3 separate regions of the Mus musculus genome follow, and regions 2 and 3 are each linked to region 1. The links are chromatin contacts, called in public HiCAR-type and HiChIP or PLAC-seq maps. All regions are on one chromosome and are shown on one strand. The core of a region is the stretch at or near the end of the contact, and the rest is flanking DNA. Distances in the headings are between cores, read along the strand shown. Region 1 overlaps Magi3 (membrane associated guanylate kinase, WW and PDZ domain containing 3). Region 2 has its middle 41 kb from the start of Gm5546. Region 3 has its middle 32 kb from the start of Gm38412.

Region 1 (3,810 bases), core at 1,252-3,751:
CCTAATTATATTCTGAGATACACTTGACTGATGAAGAAGCTACCCATACTGTGTTTTCTTCTCTGAAAAATGAGCCCTCAACTTTCTCTCAAATATTAGTTTAATAAGGTACATTCACTCACTGATTACTTTTTTCTTTATTTACAGAGCTTCCCTATGGCTGGGAGAAAATAGAGGACCCTCAGTATGGAACATACTACGTTGAGTAAGTTGGTTATTTGAGTTAATAGTCTCCCAAATGCTTTCCTTTACCATACAGATCTAGGGAATTCTAAATATGGCACTTTATGTTTCTGCAACCTGATTTGCTGGTTATTTTAACTAGAGGAAGGAACACTTTTTGTGCTGACTTTTAGCTTTCGAGAAGCTGTCGTTGGGTTTCTCAATACAGAATATAAGAGAAAGGCCAGACCATAGCACATGCCTGTCCTCCCAGTACTCCAGAGGGTGAAGGAGATTACTTGAGTCAGGGTTTCAAGATGAGCCTAAGAATGTAGAAAGACCCATCTCAAAGGGAAGAAGAGAAGGGAGGAGGAACAAGGAAGAGTAGGATGGAGAGAGCAGTAAAGGAACAGAAAAACTGGTGAAGACTAATGGCTGGAGTAGCTATCCTCGCTACTGCATTCTTCATAGAGGAAGGCATGGACCCTGGGTGAATGAACTCCCATGGTACTACTTTGTATACTTCCAAAAGCAATTAAAAGACCTTAAGGTCATTGTGATACACTAATTCAAAGTTTAGAGGTATATACTTAAAGGTATACTCTCTTTTAAGGAGATCTAGAAAGTGTAGTGTTCTTTCAAGGAGTGAAGATTGCTTCTAATGTGGCTGTTTAAACAGACAGGAACTGTATATAACAGACAGGAACTGTATATAACAGACAGGAACTGTATATAACAGATAGGAACTGTATATAACAGATAGGAACACCATTCAGTTGTCAGTGGTCATCTTTACTTCTAAGCTTTCTTTCCCCTTATCTGATTGCTACATTGTTCAGACCACCGGAATTGCCTACTTTATGGATGCTGCAGATACAATTTTAACCTTGAGTGTTGATGCAGGAAATTTTATATTAAAAACTTCAGTGTTACCTAGAAATTTGGAGGAATGAGGGTTCTCTTTTTTTTCTCCCAACCATAAGGAAGCTCTGTAAATAAAAGTGAATTTACCTTATGTTGTACACTGTGAACTCCGAAATTGTGTTATTTCCTGGGGGGAAAAATATTTTTAGTTGTAGTGTGGCTCAGCCTTAGTACACACTTTTATTCCAAGAACTTTCAGCTTGAATATTGTAAACAGGATTAAATAAAGTCAACCATAGGGCAAAAGGCAAAAGGCAGAGCAAGCAACCAGTGAACATAGTATTATTGAGGAAAAAAAAAAAAAAACCAGAGAGTACAAGGGATTTAGGAGAATGGACGGAGAGGTGCACAGCAAGTGGAAGGTAGGGACATTCCATTTGAAGGGGGTTTTCTGAGACCATGTGAGAAAAGTGATTCATTCTGGGACTTGTGCTCAGAAAGAAGATCAGCTAGATGCTTTCTCTGCCTCCCTGAGCTAGCAGGCCTTCACCCTAGTATCTGGGTCCTGAGTCTTTATTAGTGAAATCAAACAATTGAGATTTTGTTAGGGAAAAGAAAACAACCTTATTTAACTAATGCTTGAGAGTTAAAAAGCGGGGGGTACATTTTTCAGAGAATACACACAGTTAAACTTTCAATGACTTCATTAGCCAAGTGTATCTCAGTTGGTAATTAGGATACAAGAATAAGAACTAATATTAACAACCTTATTTGCAGAAGCAAAATCATACTATTACCTGGAAATCTAATTTTATGATTAATTGTCAATACCATTAATTGTAAACCAATACCATTTCCTGGTAATTATCCCTAAAGTAAATATCTTTGACTCCCACTGTGGTCTGTAATATGTAGGTTGTTTGAAGTAACTTCTTAAAAGCCAGTGTGTATCCTAAAGAACTCAAAGTTATCTGAGGGTATTTAATGTGCCACTTTGCTTCCAATGTTTTGCTTCCTTTGAAAATCTACTAATTTTGTTTCTATTGTGTTATTTAATACACTGCTAATTGTAGTATGATATGCAAAGTACTCAGCAGCTCTTCTGGTATTTTTATTTTCCCTGAGGCATGTGTAGCTGAAGGAAGAAACTGGTTTTGTTGTTGATTTTTCAAGTCAGAGACAGATTTGGAGGCTGACTGAAAGGGCTGTGTGGGGCTTTTCTTCCCCTTGCAGTTTAGCCTGTTTAAACTGGGCTTCAATCAACTATTATCTGCCAGGGACACTGCTGAACATTTCTGAGACAATGACTCTCATTATTTCCCATTCCAAGTGAATTTGAATACATGGTCAGGAGGTGAAAGTCATTTGCCTGTTATAAAATCTCTAGCTGAATGACCTGGTTCCCATTAAGCAAGAATACAGCACTGAAGCAGCTTTAAGGCACACCCTGAAGTGACCCACTCTGCGTTGTCATGGAGGTGTGTGAAACCAGCTAAGTAAGATACAAGTGGCAGCGCACGGCTGATCTCAGAACGAGCTCATTTACAGGAGGATAATTCATTAGCTTTAGAAGAACAGACTGTACTCAAGATGCACACTAGCGTGGAGTCCGCTGTGCTACAGAGTGTGGCTTCAATCCCAAATTAACTGGGTTTTGAATTTCAACTGTGGTAATCTGCAGTGAGTTTACTGGTGGAGATAAAGAGCTGTTACTTGAATGGCTATTCTTTGGCTCTCTTAGATTGTCAGACCAGATGGCACCATGATTGCTTTTGGCAGGAATCTTGTAGTAGTAACACTAGCTGCAGTGGCGGTTTTTCGGTCTTCTTTTTTTAGGAGGGTGGAGGGGGGTATCTTTAAAAAGAAAATTGTTCTAAAATGTAATGGCAGGCCTCCTATATAAATATTTCATTTAAAAAGTTTTCACTTAAAAAAAAAGCCACAGCATGCTTAAAAGGTTAAACAACAACTCACAGTAGACTATTTTCGTCTTCCACCATGTTAGTCCCTGGGATCAGTGGCAAGCACCTTTACCAACTGAGCTGTCTCAGGAGACAAGAAATATTTTCATATTGTCCTAGTTGTATTGCATTAAGAATTGTAATGCCCCTACGCAACAATCAAAATATATGTCTGATTTCATATCTTAATATTCTTCATGAATTTGTTGAGATAAATTTTTAAAATCTAGGTATTAAACACAAAATTGTAATGCAGATGACATTGCAAGTTATATATTAGGTATTTAATCATGCTTATCTAGCTGCCTTCCAAACATTTTAGTGACTTTTTAGTGAATATTCTCCTCCCATACGTAGGAAGTTCTTTACTTAAAGGGTGTCCTTACTCCATGGTTAGAGAAATAAATCCATTCATCTTAATATGTGCTTATAAATAACAAAGTAAAGAGTACTTCACTGACTTTTTCTATATGGAGGGTTAGCTTTTTAACATTGTGTAATATAGTAGATGCAATGGATTTCTCCATTAAATCTTACATTTTTTTATCTAAGAACTTTCACTTGCATGTCTCTACTCTCTTCTTGCACATATCACAAAGGATAGAAATACAAATCACTATTTTGTTGTTGTTCTAAACTCAGTGTGGCAAAATGAGTCATTCTAGCTAATGATATAAAAGCCAGCCAGAGCTCTTCCCTGCTCAGGACTATTTCCTTCTAAGTACTAATCTTTAGGGTTTTTTTTTTTCTTAAGAATGTTAAGATTTTCATCTGTTGAAAGTTAATATGTACTAGAGTGGGGCTGGATCAATGGTTCATGAGT
Region 2 (3,925 bases), core at 793-3,292, 260 kb before region 1:
TTACACAGGTCCGATGCTTCAAAGATGATAATGTTCTTTTCCAACTATAATTGCTTTTTCTGTTCCTAGATTCCAATCTCTATGGTGATATCACACTCAAGGGTCCATTTCTACATGTAAATGGCATGTGATGAAATTGTATACATTTGCCTTTTATGCAGAAAAGAAAGAAAATAATGTGAGCACTCAATGCATTTCACTGCATTGACGATGACCAGGACAAACCATTTGTCTGGTAGAATATTATAACCTCACTCTCTTAAAATCAGAACTACAGGCTGAAGATAGATGCTCTCTTCTAGTAATGTCTCCCATTTTTACAGATGAGAAATCCATTAAGAGATGACCCCCACTGCTCTCCTGATAGCAAGTGACAGAAAGCAATTGACTTAAGCAACAATGGAATGTGTTGGTCTATGGAAACAAAACATCTGAGGGGTAAGCATGGTTTCAGATGAGGCTGATTTCATAGCTCAAATTCCACCTTACGTGGCCATCTTCCACCACTGTCTTGGCTTCCATCCCAGAATCTAAGTGCACAGAGCCCAACATGATGGCGCCAGCCCCAGCCTCCTACAGACCCACGTTTAACAGCATTCCATTGGTTCTAGTAGGGTCCTGTGACCCTCGTTAGTGAATGTCAGTGGCTCACAGTGGCTTAATGATGGTCACATGCCAACCACAGGACCCAGTTTCCATCCAAGCATCAGGGTGTGAAGAGAGGAGGGTTGTTGCCATAAGAAGAAAGAATAAATCTTAAAAACCAACAGTGGCCTTGCTACTTTAGGTGGTATTTAAGATTTTTAAATATTCTTATTCATGATGGGGAGTCTTCCTGTATCTCAGGAATTCCCCCATGGAGGGGGGGGGTTAGTTTGTGATTGTTTGAGGAAGCAGAATGAAGCCAAAGTGTTCCCCCATTTCTCTCTCTCTCTCTCTCTCTCTCTCTCTCTCTCTCTCTCGTCCATTATCCTCTTTGTCATCCCCAGCATTAGTTCAAATCTCTGCGGTGTCTCTCCTCTAGAACAAAATATTTAACAAATAGTTCTTCTAGATCTCTGTGAGGAGTGTTTAATGGAATGTGGGTTTCCCAATTGGATCCTGAACATTTCAGTTTATCTCTCTACATCCCTCGTATATTACACTGGCAATTTTGGTGACCTTAATTTGAGAACCTGACCTCCTTCCAAGGAGTTTGCATTGTTTGTTTATTTAGTGAAGTTGACTATTCATAGTTATTTGTTACCTGCCTGGTGGGCCAGAACCACAGAGAAATCGGAGTCTCTCTGCTTTGAGTGTGTCTATTCCTCTTGTTTCTCATTATTTTTTTAAGCTTCTCCAGAGTCTTTCAAAGTCCATTCCCCACCCACTTCCTTGTTATAGGTTAGCAGCCATTTCCCTTAACTGCATCTCTAGAATCTATTCAGCCACTTAGCGACATCCATTCACCAGGTGAAAATCGGCATTCTTCAATAACTACTGAGTATGCCTGTGTGACTGTGCATGCTAAGTATCAAGACGAGGGATTGGCACTGTGATATGCAGAGTGGTGTCAGGAAGTTATTCCCAGGAGTGGAGCACATTCCTGCTGCCAGCTAATCTCTCTCTTGCTATTCAGAGACTCTCACTTTGTTTAGCTGACGGTTCTGCTACACTTCTCAAAAATTTCACAGGCAGAGCTTCTATTCTGGATTATCCAAAATCAACTAAAAGGAAAAGGGGGAGGGCCACAGGCGTGGGTCTCTCTGGACTTTCCACAAACAGATCTCCATGTCTTATCATGCGACAAAAGCTTCTTCTAGAAGCATAAACAGGAGGGCAGAAATAACTGCTACTGTATCTATAAAATTTAAGTTTATCTGTTATCTGCTTTGACAAACCCCTCCAGCACTTGGTAGCTAAGAACAACAGCCGTTTTATCAGTTCATTATTCTGCAGGTCAGCAGCGAGGGCTAGATGCAGCTGGACATTCGGGGGCTGGTTTCATCAGAGCCATTCATGCGGCTGCAGGCAGCTGGCAACTCAGACGGGGCTGGAAGCCTACAATGCCTTTGCTCGTGTGGATGGGGGTTGGGGTGAGGGGGTTCTGGCTGGTGTCTAGGTTGTTCTCTCCAGCAGGCTGGCTTGTGTTTCTTCACCTACTGCCAGAAAGTTCTCAACAACAAGAACGAGTCAAGCTCAATTGGCAAGTCCGTGTCCAGCCCCTGCTTCTGTCAAATTTGATAATGATCCCATAGGCCAACTCAAGTGGCCAAGTCCAGAGCCAAGGTGGGAGGGAACAGCTCAAATATGTGAGGGTGGGAGACAGGATCTATTTGGGACTGTTACTGTTTTTTAAAAATCCATCATATATATTAAACACCAATATCCTTTCTTTTCTGAAAACAAGATCTACCAGGGAAGATTTAAGGGCAAACCTATTACCAGGAAGAAGACCTGTCAGAGAATTGTAGACACAGAGCAGAGACGTAACCTTTTTATAGACTTATTAGTGCCAAGAGAGCACTGTCTATGTGTTGAGGTATTACCCCAATTATAAAATCAAACCCACTGTAAAAATAGGAGTGTAGAGTTAGACAGGAGCAAGCCGCTCTGGTGTGCACAGTAGGGTGACTGTGCACAGTAGGGTGACTGCAGATAACAGCAATGCATAGTGTATTTCAAAGAGCTGGCAGAGAGAGTTTTGAATGTTTTCACCATAAATGTTAGGTGAGTAGACTGAAGTGTTTGCCCTCATTTAAACACTACACAACTCATATGTCTCAAAATGTTGTGTGGTACTCCATACATATATAAAGCTTACGTTTTTATGTGTCAGTTAAAATACTTGTGCATTAAAAAAAATAGAAGCCAATATGTACATAGACCTACCTAGATATTTAATATACAACTTCAATTAGGACTCTTCTGAAGGACTTAGGATACGAAGGGAGCAAGACGTATTGGCTTCAGTTAGTTCAATGGGTCATCCCAGCCCTAGAGTAGAGAGAATGCTAACAAGATGGTTCTCGTAAGTAACATTTCTAAATCACAGTTTTCAGCTCCTGGCTTAAGATTTGGACCACTCTGTGAGGTGGGTAGTAAATCTTATCTCCATCTTACAAACATGGACATTGAGGTTTAAAACACTTAGCTGGCTAGAGTTCACGTTGCTAATACAGAGGGCTGGGGTCTTGAACTCTGTCTACAGAGCCCCAGAGATTGTCTCCATCTTGAAATTTTTTTTCAACTGCTTTGGACAAAACAGTGATGCCCATGCTTTGCTGTTTCTGTCTAGCCAAGCACTCTCTGAGTGCACTAGAGTACTAATTCTCTCAGAAGGTTTTCTTCTGGAAGCCTCCTTAACATGGAGTCCTGAAAAGGCAGCTTCCATTGTTGTGACAGCGTGAGAGTTGATAATGAGGTTCATTACTTCCTCAGGGAGCTCTGGGACCCTTTCCCAGGAGTAACTCTGGCAAATCCTTTGCATGTACATTGCTGCTGCCGTTGTGTGAGAAAAGTCACACGTCTTTCTGTCTTTACCCAGCACTAAGGCGTTCCTTATGCTTCTCAGTGAAGCAGCTGCTGAACTCAGCCTATCTGAGTTTGATGATGTAAGCAATCCTTCATGCAGCACCTACCCATCAAACAGTAGATCTGAAGATCAGAGCTTTAGAAGGACTGACTACCTTCCCACAGGACGTATAACTGAATTAGACCCCAGTTAGTGGTAACTTGAATGTGATCGAGAATGAGAAATGCTATCCTGAAATGAGTCTGTTTTTCCTAAAAGCTAAAGGTAAATGGAGCACTTGTACTTTGGTGTGGTCCTGCCTTTCAGGACACTTGCCCTCTGACATACATAAACCCCTCTGAGACAGGGTCCAGTTCTGTAGCTCAGGCTGCTCTCCTGCCTCAGCCCTAAAGGCACTGGTATTATTTGCAT
Region 3 (4,247 bases), core at 409-2,908, 380 kb before region 1:
CAGCGACTGCATTAAGATGTGGGCACCTTTGTGGGCACCCAGGCACTGCATACTGCTGCTCTGATAACCAGAGCTTGCCTTGGTTCATGGCTTGTTCTCTGGTTGTGCTTGGGTATCACCCATCTGTATGCCTTCTTTGAGAACTGTCTGCCCAGTCGGTTAGCTTGTTTTCTGCTGGGTGATCTGTTTTCCTGGTGTTTAATTTGCCCAGTTCTGTATATATAAAGATGTGTAGCAGGCAAAGATTTTCTTACCATTCTCTAGGCGCTGGTGCTTGTTTTCTTTGCTGGACAGGAACGTCTTAGTTTCCTATACGTCTAGTTGTTGGTTGTTGGCAATGTGTGCTGTACAGTTGGAGCACTGTTGAGAAAGTTTCTTCTATGCCTGTGTCCTGAAGTGTTTTGCTTCAGGTCTGGCTCTAAGATCCACTTTGAGTTGATTTTGCACAGGGTTGGAGACGGGGGTCTTAGTCTTTCCTCTCCTTGTGGAAATCGTTTTCTCAGCACAGGTGTTTAGAGGTCTCTTTCCTCCAGTGTATGTTTTTGATACCTTTGTCCAAAGATAGAGAACTGTAGCTTTGTGGGGTGACTTCTGGGACCTCTGTTTGAGCCCCTTGATTGCCAGGGCCACTTTTTGAGCTAGTAACATGCTGTTTTTGTTACCATGATGCTGTAATATGGTTTGATATGGAATATTCCTGATAACTCTAGCATTTTCCACTTTCTGATAAGGATTTGCTTGAGATGTCAGGGTCTTTTGTCCTTGTAGGAAGCTAAACTGCTGGCCTACCAAAAGAATAAGTATAAAATTCTGAAAAAGAAAGCCCCCCCTTTCTCTGTGTTGTTTTGCTTGCTTGGTTACTTGCCTCCCTACCCAAAACAAAAAACAAACAAAACAAAACAAAAAAAAAAACCAAAAAACAAAAAAGGCAAAACAAGACAAAACCTTTCTCAGTTTGGAAGCCTGGTCCCCTTTTCTTTATGTTGAATACTCCCTATTTCCTGGGTCCATCTAGCTTAGAATTTCTTCAGGCTAAAATAACTTGGAGCTCAATTTAAACAATTATTTTTGTAGTCCCCGCCCCCCCCCCCCCCCCAGCCCCCAGCTACTTGTTGAGTAATCCAGGGTGTGTGTTCATGCCCAGGGCCAGGCAGCTGATTAAAAAACCTCTGCAGCATCCCAGGCTCTCCCGAGAAGGGGCCGGCTCACTGCCAAGCTCTCTACACAAGTTAGTCTAACCTGAATTTTGCAGTAGGGGGATGAAGAGGTTGGAATCCGAGATGCAGGGCAAACTGCAGTTTTCCCCTCACGTGTGCTCTTCAGATCCAGATATTAGAATTTAAGAAAGGCAGTGACAAGATCACTGTGGCTCTAATCCTGTCCCTTTAAGAAGCCTGTCATTTAACTCTTGAATACCCCATCAGCAATAGATAAAGGGCGGGTGAAGAAACTGTTGAGGCTCTTTCAAAAGGCGCCTTTTTGTTCCAAGGCATCTTCTTGTTTCCTTCTGTGGAGGCTCTACTACACAGCGGTTTGAACGAGAACTGGCCTCCAGGTGGCGCTTCAGCACAGAGAATGGCGGCAGAGGGCGCTACCCAGGCCACCATTGCTCAGGGATACCCTTACGTAAGGGGATTCACAGGAAATCCGGCTTCTCCGGTTGCACAATGGCGAGAGGCCTGGCCTTTGTCATGGCTCAGGCTGTAACTCAAAATCTGTACGGGGCGGTGCATGGCTCAAAAGTTCTAGAACGCTGCCAGGATGAAGCCCAGGGCAGCTTGGCCTGTTGGGAGGGAGAGGCCAGAGCTCCAGGCTTTGTCCTCGGAGGCCGGAGTCTTGTTCTGGGCTCCTAGCCCAGGATGAGCTCGCAGCTTGGCCCTCAGAGGTCTTCATTTTGATCCAAGGCTGCAGTCTTGCCCGTGTCCTCTCTCTTCCTTGAATCGTTTCCCTTCCCCCTCCTCTTCTCACCCTCTCTCCACACCCCATTCTCACCTTATGCTTTTTTACAAATTGATTGTCCTGTGTGATCTCATTTGCAGCTCCCACTTCCAGGGTAAAGGAGCAGGTTTGGGGCCATCCCTCAGTCCACGGAGAAGGTCCCTCCCATGCTTGTCACCACTAGCAAATACTGAGCGGCTTGGGCAAACATTGAATTCAACTTGGTGGTTCGAGAGCTTGGCACTGAGGAGTGCTCAGAACCATTTCCAGCATGAAGAAATATTTACAGACGGAAGCTGGGTGGAAGAGCAGTGTGTCCCAGGACTGCATTCTAGAGGTCAGGACCCCAGATACTAGAGCCACCGCGAAGCACTAGTTACAGCAGTTAATGTCTAAAGGGAGAAGAACAGCGGCACGCAGAAACCCGGGGACCCAGTCTCGGTGCTTGGCAGACACTATGAAACTTCTCCAGGTTCGGCCCTGGAGTACCTGTCTATAAGGGGACAAGTGACAATATGGTCGAAACAGAATGAATGGTGTGTATGAGAGCTCGTTTAAAGCATGGGGTGGATAGGCATTCTGACTTATCAAAAGCCGCCTTTCCTCACTGAGAATGCCCTGGGGCAGGGAGTGTCCTTGTAGCTTTTACCTATTCTGCCCCCATTGGATATCCGGCCAGCCCTTTCCTTGGTTTTTGTTTGAATGTGCGTGCTTCAGGCATTTGGGACTTGAGGCAGACTGACTAACTCGGTTCCAGTCCCAACTCTACCTTTTACTTGCTGGCTGGTGCTGCATGGGTCATTTAGCCCCTTTATGCCTGCTTCATATCTGTTTGAGTGGTAATATGATAACAACAGTATTAACTACAATTTTAGGAGCTGATACACAGACAAATGTGTGTGTGCGCGCAGGCGACCACTGAGGCCCCTCCCCATGTCTCAGCTGTCTCTCTCTAGTTATCCTGTACTGGAGAACTGGTTTGGTTCACACTGGGGTGGGTGTGGGGGGGTCTCATCAAAATTGTGTAAGATTCCCTCAGATCAGCTGCCAGACTCTTGGCTCTCTCCCATTCAGTTACAACGTTCTCATGGTCTAAGTGAGAGAGGAAACCACTAGAAACAGATGGGTTTTGTGTTGTTTTTCTGACAGAGGCACTGGCATCTTCATCTTCAGCCTCTCCAGGGGTCCAGCGGAGTTACTATAGTGTATGGCAGTTGTTCCGTACAAACTCGAGGCAGACAGGAAGGAAGGGACCTTGCGGATGATCACACTAATTAGTACAGAGTAGGTTATCTGGACAAGAGCCTGTGGAATGCAGAGCTATCCCTTAAGTCTTCTGACTAAGCATGGAAATCACCAAGGAAATGTGATCAGCCTGCAACAGAAAGGGGTGGGTAGGAGAGAAGAAACCATAGCTTCGTGCTATCAGCCAGAAGCATCGTTTTCCATCGCTCAGGGTTCCATCGCTCAGGCCAGGTTGAAAACCTTGCCTCTGTTCAGGGTCTCCAGTTGCTGCCTGCCCAGGAGTCATGTTCTGTGGAGGAGTTCATCATTTGTTTCATAGCCTCTTAGGTACCTTTCCTTATGGCTCAAGACCAGCCGGCTCACTGGGTCTATGTGCAGGACTGAGGAGGAGAAAACAGAGCTGGAGAGAACGGGCTTCAGAATGCTCTCCCCACCCCACCCCACCCCCGTCCTGGTTTATATAGCTCAGGTGGGTGGGGAACTTGCTATGTAGCTCAAGATGACCTTGACCTGATCTTCCCGCCTTCACTTCCCAGTACTGAGATTCTAGCTCTGCAGGCTCCACACTTGTTTTATGTGGTGCTGAGGATCGAACCCAGGACATTGTGCATGTTAGTTAGGCCAGCACTCTTACCAACTGAGCCACTTTCAGCCCTTTAGGGTAGGTGCTTTTGTTTTGTTTTGGTTTGGTTTGGTTTTTGTTTTTGTTTGGTTTTTGTGTTGTTGTTGTTTTGTTTTGAGACAGAATTTCTCTGTGTAACAAAGCCCTGGCTGTCCTGGAACTTGCTCTGTAGACCAGGCTGGTCTCAAACTGAAACCCACCTTCCTCTACCTCCCATGTGCTGGGATTAAAGGCATGCGCCACCACAAGTAAGTTTTAATAGAAACTTTTCTGACTGTAGCTGTCTTATTCCAATTCTCATGCCAAATAAGACTTCCAAGAGAAGCAGGGTGGTGGCCGTGGTTGTTGGTTGGGCATTCCTTCCTTCAATCCCAGCACTCGCTCAGGAGGCAGAGGCCTGTGCATCTCTATGATTTCCAGGCCAGCCTGGTCTACAGAGCGA

The links. HiCAR-type assays count read pairs that join an accessible place to other places. HiChIP or PLAC-seq counts read pairs in DNA pulled down with a chosen protein or histone mark.
Region 2: a contact with region 1 is called in a HiCAR-type map of astrocytes, with 2.1 times the contacts expected there. The contact joins two enhancer-like sites. A contact is called at or near these places in 1 of 484 Hi-C or Micro-C datasets (nephron progenitors) and 3 of 115 datasets of contacts at active chromatin or transcription factors (astrocytes, embryonic stem cells and neural progenitor cells).
Region 3: a contact with region 1 is called in an H3K27ac HiChIP or PLAC-seq map of VIP interneurons, with 6 times the contacts expected there. The contact joins two enhancer-like sites. A contact is called at or near these places in 1 of 15 datasets of contacts at CTCF or cohesin (large pre-B cells), 5 of 484 Hi-C or Micro-C datasets (bone marrow-derived macrophages, cerebral cortex, cortical neurons and 2 more), 15 of 115 datasets of contacts at active chromatin or transcription factors (VIP interneurons, acute myeloid leukemia, astrocytes and 12 more) and 3 of 9 other capture datasets (adipose tissue, embryonic stem cells and liver).

Annotation. Positions count from the first base shown.
Region 1 is chr3:104,058,027-104,061,836 of GRCm38.p6, reverse strand. Magi3 (membrane associated guanylate kinase, WW and PDZ domain containing 3) reads left to right here. Exons shown (of 21, transcript NM_001159354.1): 7 at 148-205. Among named protein-coding and RNA genes, the nearest start is that of Phtf1os, 92 kb to the right of the region's middle. Within about 2 kb of position 2,501, at least 63 of the 459 cell types and tissues checked have an H3K27ac peak or open chromatin away from gene starts, as enhancers often do. A contact at or near this core is called in VIP interneurons, astrocytes, cerebral cortex and 6 more, where this site is marked.
Region 2 is chr3:104,317,263-104,321,187 of GRCm38.p6, reverse strand. No RefSeq gene overlaps it. Among named protein-coding and RNA genes, the nearest start is that of Gm5546, 41 kb to the left of the region's middle. Within about 2 kb of position 2,042, at least 61 of the 459 cell types and tissues checked have an H3K27ac peak or open chromatin away from gene starts, as enhancers often do. A contact at or near this core is called in astrocytes and neural progenitor cells, where this site is marked.
Region 3 is chr3:104,439,527-104,443,773 of GRCm38.p6, reverse strand. No RefSeq gene overlaps it. Among named protein-coding and RNA genes, the nearest start is that of Gm38412, 32 kb to the right of the region's middle. Within about 2 kb of position 1,658, at least 210 of the 459 cell types and tissues checked have an H3K27ac peak or open chromatin away from gene starts, as enhancers often do. A contact at or near this core is called in VIP interneurons, astrocytes, cerebral cortex and 5 more, where this site is marked.